2 separate regions of the Podarcis muralis genome follow, and region 2 is linked to region 1. The links are chromatin contacts, called in public Hi-C maps. All regions are on one chromosome and are shown on one strand. The core of a region is the stretch at or near the end of the contact, and the rest is flanking DNA. Distances in the headings are between cores, read along the strand shown.

What was found. Hi-C and Micro-C count contacts between places; a contact is called where the count stands out from the background.
Region 2: a Hi-C map of tail shows a contact between it and region 1, with 4 times the contacts expected there. The contact joins the promoter of IBTK here to the promoter of UBE3D in region 1. A contact is called at or near these places in 2 of 3 Hi-C or Micro-C datasets (blood and tail).

The regions. Positions count from the first base shown.
Region 1 is chr3:80,676,294-80,682,405 of rPodMur119.hap1.1, forward strand. It overlaps UBE3D (ubiquitin protein ligase E3D), which reads left to right and starts at 4,781. Exons shown (of 9, transcript XM_028722881.2): 1 at 4,781-4,957. The coding sequence starts at 4,893. It overlaps DOP1A (DOP1 leucine zipper like protein A), which reads right to left and starts at 4,680. Exons shown (of 38, transcript XM_028722857.2): 1 at 4,563-4,680.
Region 2 is chr3:80,876,960-80,883,143 of rPodMur119.hap1.1, forward strand. It overlaps IBTK (inhibitor of Bruton tyrosine kinase), which reads left to right and starts at 1,801. Exons shown (of 28, transcript XM_028722851.2): 1 at 1,801-2,019.

The DNA of each region.
Region 1 (6,112 bases), core at 3,531-6,030:
ACCATTTCTACTTTGAAAAGTATTTATCTGAAGAATTTATAAACCACACCACATTTGAAAATATTGTGAGGGTATACAAAACAAAGAAACAAACAAATAACAAATACAAAGTTAAAGCACTAAGACTGCATTAAATCCACCTGTAAAGTCAGCAGCAACAATATCCTACAAAGCTACCCTGAAAAAGGTAGGGGGAAGAGTATAAAAAACAAATGGTTGGCACCATCCTAATTTCTGGGTAGAGTGCATTCCAAAGTGTGATGGACGCCATCCCAAAAGCTCTGTCTCGGGTGCTTCTTAAATGAATACGACACACAGTGCACATTTGTTGCACTTACAGTTTAACTACTCTTATGCCAGATCCCTCAAGTAGTACTACAATTAGACACAGTCCTATTTATAACACAAGTTAGGAGGATAATGCCCCTTTATTAAAGTCAGCTTTCTCTCACCCATATCAATATATATATTCAAAGGCAAATTCCATCATAAAGTCCAAAGTGAGGATAAGGGTCCATCAATAGCAACCAGAAACTTAACAACACACATTTAATATTGGAAAGTCTCCAATATACTCCACCATGGGAGTAACTGTTACTTTCCGCATAGCTACGCAAGGGAAGAATGCTGCCACTCTTTCAAAATGGCACCAGGCTGGGTAGTATTAGTTGCAAAGCCTCCTCAATAGGCAGAGGATACAAAATATGCAATTGTGGTGCGGCCAAACACCTCAGTCATGTATTTCCCCCTGTCCTTTGACACAGGCAAGAGTCTCTTTGCCTCCCTTCTCCTTTCATGCACCCTAGTTGCTAATATTCCCTGCCTGATTCAAGATGCAGGCAAGTAACAGTAGGGAGCTGAGGTGCCTATGTGGAAGACTGTGCCAAAGAACCTGTGGCTTTGCATGCTGGGGAAAACCCTTTGTATCCAATTTTTGCTCAGTTCAAAACACAGTCCCACTGAGAACTCTAGAAGCTCTACAAGATATCACAGTTGAAACATTAACTAAGTGAAAGGAGCAATTGCTATTCTAGGAATTGCTGTGAAGAACCTCAACGGATGAAATTTCCTTGTTTATTTTTCCCTTTCTCTAGGCATCCTGTCATATTAAGAAGCCTTCAGTACTTGACTCAGCTTGTTTGGCTTCTTCAGCAATTGTACTCTGGAATGTCCTGTGTTGATGATCTTTAGAAAATGACAAACAGCATTTAAAAATTACTCATATAAGACGCGGATAGGGTGGGGGGTGGGCTTTGGTGACAAAGAACAACTTCGATAGTGTGAAATGTCTAGTACAAGGGACCCCAATTTATTTCATTCTGTGCTTTATTCTCTATAAAAACAAGTATTCCTTTCTCCCTATTATTTTATAATTAGCAAATTCTACCAGCATCTTGTAACAGATGCTCTATCACTGAATTACAGCATTTGAAGGATTTTAAAGCAATTATTTCTAAATCCAAGAAAAGGGTCTTAATTGTTACTGTTCACAACCTATAGCCCAAGCATCATTTAACTTTTCTGAAAAATTAGGAAAAAGACACCCACATTTAAAACTACAGAAGCTTAATAATAGTATAATGTGCTGCTGATAAAGCACTTATACAATATGTTATTTATTTAGCATCCATTATGCTATTTCCATTATATGTATATAAGATTGAAGCTGCACTCCTGCGTGCACTTACCAAGGAACAAGCCCCATCAAACATGAAAGTGCTTATTTCCACAAATTGCATTGTGGGAGACAGTAATCTGCTCAGTGATATCCAAATTGACAAACCACTGGCTCAATGCATGAGCTTCTAGTGCCTCTCCTTGGGACAGAAGATAGAAAGATGTGTAGATACCACTGCACTTTACAAGAGGCAAAGAAAACTGCTTACTAATGCAGTTTAGAATTACTAATCTACATAAACATAGCACAGAGAGAACAGAAAAAAGCCAATTTATTAGTTACTCTGATTTGCAAGTGGACTTTGAAAGACAATGTAGAAAGGGGTTACTAATCTGTGTTGCCTTATGTGCAAAAAACCGCACTTAACTGCAGCAGATTGAATTTGAAGAAGGGACACGAAGAAAAGGGTGAGTACAATCCTATGCTTGTTTACTCAGAAATAAGTCTGACTATATTTGAGCCTGCTCCTTTATGAGTGTGCTGCTTGAACGAGTGAATGAAAGTAGAGAATGCAAAATGCCAACTATTAGAAGGTCACATCATACTCTAGCAGCTAAATCAAATAACCATTAACTCCTGTTCATTATTCACAGTAACTGGGGTTGGAGATGCATGATTCTGAGGAGTGGATTAGTTTATCCTTTAACAGAAGTTTTTAACAGTATCAAGACTCTAAAGGGGCAGGCAGAGAGCTACAGGTGGCTGTTATTTAAAATAAATGAGCTCAGAGTGCAAAATATAAGAAGACTGAGAGGATGTAAGGGAAGAGAAATCCCCCCCCCCCGTCTTCACACAACCAGGGTGGCTAAGACATTGGCAATGGGGAAGCTAGAGGTGAACTAGTCAACATTTAGTGCACCTTGTGACTGTATCTGATGAAGATGGGAGAGGAACAAGAGAGGCACAAGAGATGATGATGATGCCTCTTTCTGATGGGCCCTGCTCCATTTATTTTCAGCCCCCCCCCCATGGAGGGGGGGGCTGCCATAACGGAATGTGAAATAGAAGGAAACATTAGTGGCAGACAGGAGAAACTGACCCATAAGCATATTTGGAGACACAAAAGACCAGGAGGCATTTCCACACAGCCCTCCCCATCCACCTTATACTTCTGAATCTCTCCCCCAAGGAGAGGGAGGAGACCCTCCAATAAGGGATGCCCCCACCCTGCCCCCCTACCCCCAAACCTTAACGCTTATATACCCTCCCCCCGTCACAACCAGGCACCGAAAAAGCGGGAAGCAGAAAAGGGTTGGGGGAGGGCGCGTCGCAGGGGGAAAGGGTTACCTTGGCGTCCCAAGCCGGAAGAGCCCCCGCCGCCTAAACACACCGGAGAGGGCACTGACAGCTCCCAGCATGCAGCGCGGCCCCCTTCCTTCCGCCCTCCCTCCGGCTCGCTTCTCCTTGCGCAACAGCGCCACCTGCCGGCTCTCCAGAACGTTCTACCGCTGGAATCCTACCCCCCTCGCCTCGGCTTCTGCGCGCGCCGGAGAGTTCGCCCTCCGCGCTGCGCGTGCATCTTTCCGGGCCGCGGCTCTGTATCCGCACTCGCCAACCGGGCAGTAAAGCCCCTCGGCCACACGTCTGTCTTCGAGAAAACCGTCTTTATTAAATTTGTCGGCCGCTTTATCTTGCCCAGGGCAACCCCAAAGCGACTTACAACGACCCAAACAACATGGGCATAGCCAGGGGGGTGCAGCTGCATCAATCAAGTAAATAAATAAAAATACCTTACTAATTCTGTCGCAGATAACTCTGTTCGGCACCCCCCATACGTAAAGCCTGCCCCCACTAAAATCCTGGCTACACCCATGCCAAACAAACAGACAACAAACCCCGCAGAAAGCGATTAAAACCAAGGCTAAAAGAGAAATACAATGAAATTCTGCCACCAGCAGAATATGGGCCCTGTACACGCGCACAAGGGAATTCTTGCACTGTTCTGGAATCCAAGTGAGGGAATAGGAAGCGGCCCCTCTGTTTGCGCGCGTTCTGCGCGCATTAGTTACACGGCGAATGTCTCAGAGGGTGCAATTAAATGTATATCTGTCTCCAACAGAAGCGAGCCATTTACCCCTGGGTCCCGGCTTCCGAAGCTGTCCTCGACCTCTGGTAATCGAAGGCACCTGGAGGCTCTGCATCAGGCCATACCTGGAGGCTCTGCATCAGGGTGTGCCTCCAGACGCTGACGACTCCAACTCCCACCAGCCCGATGGTCAGGGATATGATAGGAGCTTCAGCTCTACAACACTTGGAGGGCCCCGAGTCCCCCATCTCGCTTAACAGCCTTCACTAATAATACGCAGTTTGTGAATTTAAGGCTCTGCTATCCACTAAGGACGCTTAGGCTGCAATCCTATACACACACACCTGGGAGTAAGTCCCATAAAAGTTTCGCACCACTTTGTAGGAAATGTATACTTTTTTGTGCGTTCTGCAATTTTCCTAAGGAGACGTACTAGTATACACGTGTAGGATTTCATTGTAAGCCCGCAATGATATTTTGAAATTGTTATTATGGCCTTAAGGCAATAAACCTTTTTGATTGTAAGCCTGGAACCCTGTATGAGCCAACCTCGGAGCAGGCCCAATGGTATCCAATGGAACTTAATTCTAAGTAGATTGCAATCCCCTCCCCCAAGGCCACAGATATTTTTTTCCTTCAGAGTACTGTACCATATTCAAAAGACCGAGCCCTTTAAAAGAAGCAAAAGGCCTCTCTGGAGACACTTGCTTGCAACAAGAGCTGGGCTAAGAAATCCATACACCATTTTAAGCGGCATCTTGCTCCGAGCTATCAGTCCCAAATGACGCCACGTGGCGCACAAACGATTCCAAAAACGCAACCTTCCTGAGCCCGTTCAATTCGAAATCGGAGAAAAACCTGAGAAATCCTTTCCTCGGAGCTGAGCAATTGGAGGGTGAGCACTCGCAGCTACAAGTTTGCACACAGTAAGAAGGGACGCCGGCTCTTCTATTTCCTTAAAGCCAGCCACCGGTTGCCTGGCGATGGAGAGGGCGCTGTGGCGAAGACGGAGACTTTCTCTTTGCCGGTAGAGGCCGGTTTCGCTTAAGCGCTTCCTGGGCTGAGTTTGGCGTTTCCCCTCCTCCTCCTCTCCCACGTGGGTCCGCTCCCCGGGCAGGTCTGAATTTCACCGCGGATACAATATTTGGATGTCCCCAGCCCAGGATCTCAGTGGCACGCGCTGGCTTAATGGACGAGGTCGCAGTGTTTTTGGAAATCAGGCAGGGGACGCAGAGTGGGCTGCTGATTATCCGGTATTTATTTTAACTCTTTCCAACGCCCCCTTCCCGTTTTAAGAGAAGTACACAAATACATGTGTACCGGGATCTATTTTGCGATAGCCTCCTTTTCTCCCAGGCAATTCAAGGCAGCCGCCGTAGGGTCTCTGTGCAATCTCCTATCCAGACACCGATTAGATCTGGGTTAGTTTCGACCGCAGTGGCAATGGGTGGGATCAAAGGTACTTCACCCTCCTTCTCTCCCAGCCTTCCTTCAGCTGGTTAAACCTCCCCTCCTCTGCCTCGACGATGATGAGGTTGATTGGCCCCATACTGATGTTATGCTTTCCCCTTCAGAATTATGGTAGGGAAAGTGTAACAATTTTCACTCCTTGCAGCCCCCTCTGTGTTGATCAGCTGACTGGGGAACAGCTGAGAGTGCTTAAAAGGATGCCTGACTGCAGAAAAAGGCACTCCTCTGCAGAAAGGTTGGGATATGAATTTAATTAATAATAAATATTTATCATGCGCCTCCCCTTTCTTCCTGTTGCTTGGCTGTCCAGGACAGCTTGGCTGATAGTTGTGTGTCATGTCAGGTTGGCAGTGGGCTTGAAGCTGCCCATGGAGTGCAGATTGCACATTTCTGAACAAGAAATAAGGCAGAAAGGCATGCTTCTTATTAAGTATGTCTGTTGACCATAGACTGTGCATATTTCTCAGATAATTTACATAATGCAGTCAAGATATGTACGTTCTCTAAGACCTGTTGGGGATTATGCATTTTGCCTGGGAAATGTGAACAATTCCCACTTCGTGAGAGGATTATGTGCACATTGTCCATGAGGCCTAGTGAATGCATTATTGTCAGCTATTGTGCTCATTAATCACTCAATTTATATTCCCCTTAATATATATTGTGCTTCCCAATTCAGGACTGCACTTCGTACATCTGATGATATAGTCTCCAACCCATGCACGTTTAAGACACAAAGCTCTGTAAACTTTAAGGTGCAAGTTGTACTACAATACAGTGGTACCTCGGGTTACAAACGCTTCAGGTTACACGTTTTCAGGTTACGGACGCGCCGAAACCTGGAAGTACTGGAACGCATTACTTCCGGGTTTCGGCGCTCGCACATGCACAGAAGCACTAAATTGCACTTTGCGCATGCACAGAAGCGCCGAATCACG
Region 2 (6,184 bases), core at 551-3,050, 200 kb after region 1:
TTTCATCCTTTCAAGCTAGCTCAGCAAGTATGGTTGCAGAGAAGTGGTTAAGTGGCAAACATTGCAACGTTAGCATGAGTATGGTGCTAACAGGAAAGGCCACTTTTTTCAATGTATGCTGGAATGGCAAATTAAATGTGTTCATAAATTTATTACTGTATTTCACTGGTGTTTTTTTTTTTTTTTTGCTATAGCATCTAACTTTAGTTCTGCACCAAAAAGTGGAAAACAGGTACTTTTAATAAGCATTTTTAACAATTCCAAACACACTGGTGTGTTTCATCAATGGTGAATTTCAGGACCTATATCTCAATAGTGACATCTAGTGGGGGAAAAAAGAATTTTCCCTTACCAATTGCTTGAGCATCTGTGAATATCCTTCCTTACCTTATTGGCCTTGAAAACTCTGATTAACCCCATTTTTAAACATAAACAACAGTGGGATTTCTTGGCTGGAGGCTGGGCCTCTTCTGATCCAAAAGATGACAGGGAATTAGAAATTAAAAATAATAAAAATGCTGGAGGCTGAATGATCATATATGCAGGTGTGGCAGATACCGTCACTGACAGGTATGAAATTTGAACAACAAAATGAACAGTATTTATTTACTTAGGAAAACAAGACATCAAACCTGCCCTTTTCTATTAACATAAACAAATCTAGATTGATTTAGCTTTAATCAACAACATTGGCCAAAATTAATAGGCTTTATTGAAGGAAGTGATGTACATGCATGGGACTGAACCAAGTCTGCCACTATAGCTTTGATTTTAATATCACAGCAATTGGCACTGCTGAAAAGATAAGCTGAGTAAGATGAATCCGTTCACACATTCGCCTGCAGTCATCAAGCAATGAGGACCTGAGGGATTCTTCCAGTTGTGCATTAACCTAAAATGTACTTCTGTTTGCCAGTAATGTGGTCTATGGCATGAACCGAGTTGCTCTGTGCATGTCTTTCTGTATATAAAAACAAAAATAATTATCACCCCAGTGGTTTTCGCCATGGCTTGATATCTATTGTACTATATCTTTTTTTAACCTTGAGCAAAGATTACCGAAATAGCTGAAAAGGGCCTTTTAAAGCCATCGGAAAAGCACCTCTGATGCAATGCTATACACAGATGCTTCATTTTTCAGATCTATTTCCACCGTCTGTTCTCCTACACCCCAGTGCTAATTCTGACCTCAGAAACACCCTACTAATTTTCTCGTCAGCCTTTTCAAAAGCTCTTGCAGGGGCTCAACACCAAAAGCTTGAGGGTGTGGCCGCTGCGTGCCACCAACGATTTCCTTCTACAAATGTAGTCCGCATTTTGCATGAGTCATGTTCCCCCCCAATAAGGTCACCAAAGAAGTCCGGTTAAAATTAGCAGAGAGCTTATGGTTCCTAAGGTTAGCCTTCCTGGTTTCCTTCGAGTCCAAGCTTGAAGAGCAAGTCCCCTTTTGACAGACCCCGCAGCTGAGCAAACACGCACAGGGTTGCGCTCTCTCCGAATTGCTGCCTGTGCTGCTTCGCCCGGGGCAGTTTTAAGCTATTTAAAGGGGCTTGGCTTCGGGGGAATCAGCCGCCACACGCTTCGCTTGCAACCCGACCGGTTGCGGCGGCGGCGAGGGAAGCCGTCCCTCAGCCCTTTCCCCTCCTGGGGGGCTCTTCGCCCGCCCTCCTGCCCGGAGAGGGCCTATTGCGCGTCAGCCCCTTACAGCTTCTGGCTCCCGAGGCAGAAGCCGGAGCGTTGGCTCCCGCCGGCCAATAGGCGCTCGCGATACTCAGCGCTTCGCCCAATCGCGCGCTCCTTTGCTCCGCTGTCCTCAACCTGCCCTGTTCCGTCTCCTCCTGTGAGGGTTTTGCAGCCGTGGCCGATTCCTTCCCTGGCTGCCTTGGGCTCCGCTCTCTCCCCTCCGCCGTCAGTCGCCCTGGCTCGGCCCGGAGCCCTTCGGAGACACTGAGGATGAGCTTGCGCGGCCCCCAGCGCGTGTCCTCTTGCGACCGTCCCAGCCCATTCATCTAGCGACTGGTGAGGGGGGAGGAGCTGCGCGCGGGGGGGGGGAGAGACTCAGGTGGGTGGGGGGGGGAAGAGGGCGGCGGTGGGAGGGAAGGCAGGCATGAAATAACGTCCCGACTTCGTCCCCCAGCCTCCCACCCCCCACCTACGACCCTCGCCCAGGCAGTGGCCTGGGGGCTTCTGGCAGCTGCATGGCAGGTAGGAATTCAACAGGTGCAGACGGTCCCAGTATGGGCAGGCGTTGAACGGAAGAGCTGCACCGATTGCATTTCTCCTCGCCATGCAGTTTTTTTTCCAGACTGCAGAAGCTCTGCCCGAAAAATAAAAGATGGCAATCTGTGGGGTGGGACACACACACACTTCAGGAAAACTGAAGCTGGGCACCTGTATTTTTATATAGGGGAAAAGAGGCCCTTGTCTCTCTCTCTCTTCCACCCCCTCCCCCCAAAAATAAATTGTATATGGAAATACATTTTCTGGATGCTTCTTCACCTAGTTTGCAGGATTTACTTTCAGGGCCACTACTGTGCCCTGTGGTTCCTTAACATTTTGCTAATAGGATTTGTAATTTGAACTCTGCTGCAAAACTCCATTGGGTAGTGTTGCTTTCATTGGTTCCAAGGGCAACATGCTGAAGGCCGTTTTGCATGACGGTTTATTTCTGACAGATAATGCTGAGGACACCTTCCCCTTGAATGTTTACACTGTCTAGGTCAGGAACACCTTGCTCTCCTTACTTTGATTGTGGGATAACTTATTGCATACGCACTCGCAGAGCAGGTCATCTCTGTTTAATGGAATGTACAGCTTAGAAAGAAAAGTACTGACAATACAGTGAGCAAAAGGAATCTAATATTCTTGGTTGTATAGGCAGAGTTCAGACCTCTGAATCTTGATTGTGTACATCAATCACTCTGAAATGTTCACAAGATGCCCCAAGTCTGTTAATGAATTATGACATCTTATTGTTTTATTTTGTATTGTTGTTTTAATATTGCATTGATAATCAATTTTTATGAAATTGGACCTTGAATTAGACCTGCAATCAGTTGGAGAATAAAAGTTATACATGTCCAACTTGCTGCTCACATCAATACATTGACTGCAGCATCCTGCAGCAGGTCCACATCAAGTACATTACAATGGTCTATTCTGGAAGCTGACGGAGAATGGATACCTGAAGCCATACTATCCCTGTTCAGAAAAGCCTGTTGTAATTGGTGCACCAACTGAAGCCGGACATAAGCACTCTTAGCCATTAAAGTCACTTGGGACACAAATGTCCATAATGGTTCTAGAAGCGACCTGCAAACTACAAACCTGCTCTTCCAGGGGGAGTGCAACTGCATCTAGAGCAGGGTATTGATATCAATAGGGTTGTCCACTTCCCTAACAAATGCCATTAACCAGGTGACCAAGGCAGTTTTGATTGCAAAACCAGGACTGAATGCAGATTTAAATGGGTCTAGTTCAGTGGTTCCCAACCCTTTTTTGGCCATGCCTCACCTAAGCATCTCTAAAATCCTGATTCCCCGCCCCCCATGACATATAATTCTTATTCAAAAAGTGAACTCCTATTCACGTGGAGGAAGCCTAAAAGGCCATTAACTGTTAATAACTCATTCTCAAATTGTCCCCCTTAAAAATCAAATTGCCCCCCTGTGGGGTGTGTGCCCCACATTGGGAACCACAGGTCTAGATACACTGTTTCATCTAAGCATGTATCCCACTAACACCTTATCTATCACCTTGCCCAAGTAGTGATGAGGGTGGTAGTGATTAAATGCAAATTTGGAGACAATGACATCAAACCAGCGTTTTTTCTGTATCCCCCTTCACACCTTGTCTATTTCCTCTTGAGCCATTTTCAACTGCTCCTTACAATGGCCTTCCCCCAAACCTTGTGCACTCCATGCATGGTGGACTCCATCTCTCAGTTCCTGCCAGTTTAGCCAGTAGAAATGATGAGAATTGTAATTCAGAATGTCTTGAGAGTAGCAGCTCAGCTGCAGTGGTGGTTTCAGAGCAGTGATTTAAAAATAACTCCTTGGGAATGAAGACATTGTGCTGATTTTTGGAAGTCTCCTTTTTATTGAACTTGAATATTCAAAGGACTAAAGGCAAAACCTTAGCTACTTGATTATTCCCTAGTCAAAAGCCTAAAAGCATGAGAAGAAAGGAGTAGAGAATTTAATATTGTAAGCATGTCCAATCCAAGATTCTACTTCTTCCAAGTTGGCAACTCAACTGAGCAAACAATCTGAAGGAAGCATAACATAAGCCATATAAGCAAGTGCACTAATAACTACTGAGAATTCAGCCTTAAGGAAACATAGGATGCTGCCCTATACTGAGTGAAACCATAGGTCTTTCTGGCTCAGAATTGCCCACACTGACTGGCAGCAACTTTACAGGTTTTCAAATGGCAGCCTCTCTCGGTCCTACCTGGAGATACCAGGGATTGAACCTGGTACCTTTTGTATGCAAACATGTGTTTTATTACTGAACCATATCTCTTCCTCTGGAGTGTTTCTGCTATAGGACAAGAGCTTGTATTGATAGAAGCTATTTGGTATTGCTTTTTGACTTCCTGGGATCCACAATGGCCTGGGGTTTGATCAGAGACTTCTTTGTTCACAGTCTCCTCACTGTACCCTTGCTGTTGTTTGTGGACATCTGGGTGTTGTGGGGGCGGGGGGGGGCAGAGTCTGTGCCAATGCCTGCTTATATTGTTGTGTTGCATGGTTGTTGACACTTTAAAATTGGGTTCTCTCCTTTAATGGGTGGAAAGGACTGTGGGGCTGGTACATAGCATACTGTTGTTTGGCATTAGAACAAATAAATGATTCTAGTCTTTCTTGCATGACTGGCCACTCCTGTTTTTTTCCTATTACCATATTACCTCCCCTTGGAGGAGCAGGTTTGTAGTTTGCAGGTTGTTCCTAGAACATTATTGACATTTGTGTCCCAAGTGACTTTAATGGCTAAGAGTGCCTATGTCCAGCTTCAGTTGGTGCACCAATTACGACAGGCTTTTCTGAACATGGATAGTATGGCTTCAGTTATACATCTTCTGTCAACTTCCAGAATAGATCATTGTAATGCACTTGATGCCTGGCGTGCTCTGGTCCATGGGGTCACGAAGAGTTGGACACGACTAAACGACTAAATAACAACAACAATGTACTTGATGCTGCAGCCAATGTATTGATGTGAGCAGCAAGATGGTCATGTATAACTTCTCCAACTGTTTGAAACCAGTTAATATGTCTGTTTGTTCATGGGGAAATTGAATTGGGTTTTTTTTTATTTGTAGCTTTAAATTGCCTGATCTGTTTCCTTTGCCAATAAGTTTTGTAGTTCTGTTTTGTACCTCCTGTGATTGTAATAATAGAACAAATACCTGTAGAAGTAAATGAGCTACCTGATACCGTTACCTGCTATAACTATTACAGTTCAGAGATTGCTTTGCTTGCCCCTTTAAATTCTCTTTAAATTTTGTTGGTGCAACTTTACATCAGCATTGGTTAGACCAGAGGTAGTCAACCTTTTTATACCTACCACCCACTAATGCATCTTTCTTGATGGTCAAATTTCCTTACTGCCCACCAGTGCTCAATGGAAGGAGGTTCAGCTTGTGCCTTAGAACCACCTACCGCCCACCTAGAATCCTGAAACGCCCATTAGTGGGCAGTAGGGACCAGGTTGACAACGCCCACTAGTGGGCAGTAGGGACCCGGGGTTACACAAGACCACTCCCATGCTTCCTTCCAGTTTCTCTTCCGAAACAGTCTTTGGAGTGATTTTGCCCAAGAACAAGGGCTCGAGGTTTCCCAGACCTGTTCTGCTGCACAAGGAATGACTTAGAACTAGCTTCTTAAAATCATACAGTTTTTAAAAATCAAGAGGTTACACAAAGTCCTTGCTGTGAAATAGGTGTCTGTCAATCATAAATATAGGTGCTACATTTGGGCCACTGCACAGCACAAGCAGAAAAATAAGTGCTTTGCAAAAAAATGCCTACAGAGCAAATGGCTTCTTTGGTAGTAAGGCACACTGGTTTTAAGAGCTTGTGTTAGTGTAAGTGATTCTACAAGACAGGTTTGCTGGTATTCTTGGTTGTTTTTACTAGTGTGGTAGCAAAAATGTAATTTGGGCTTCACTATTTCCGTGCGCT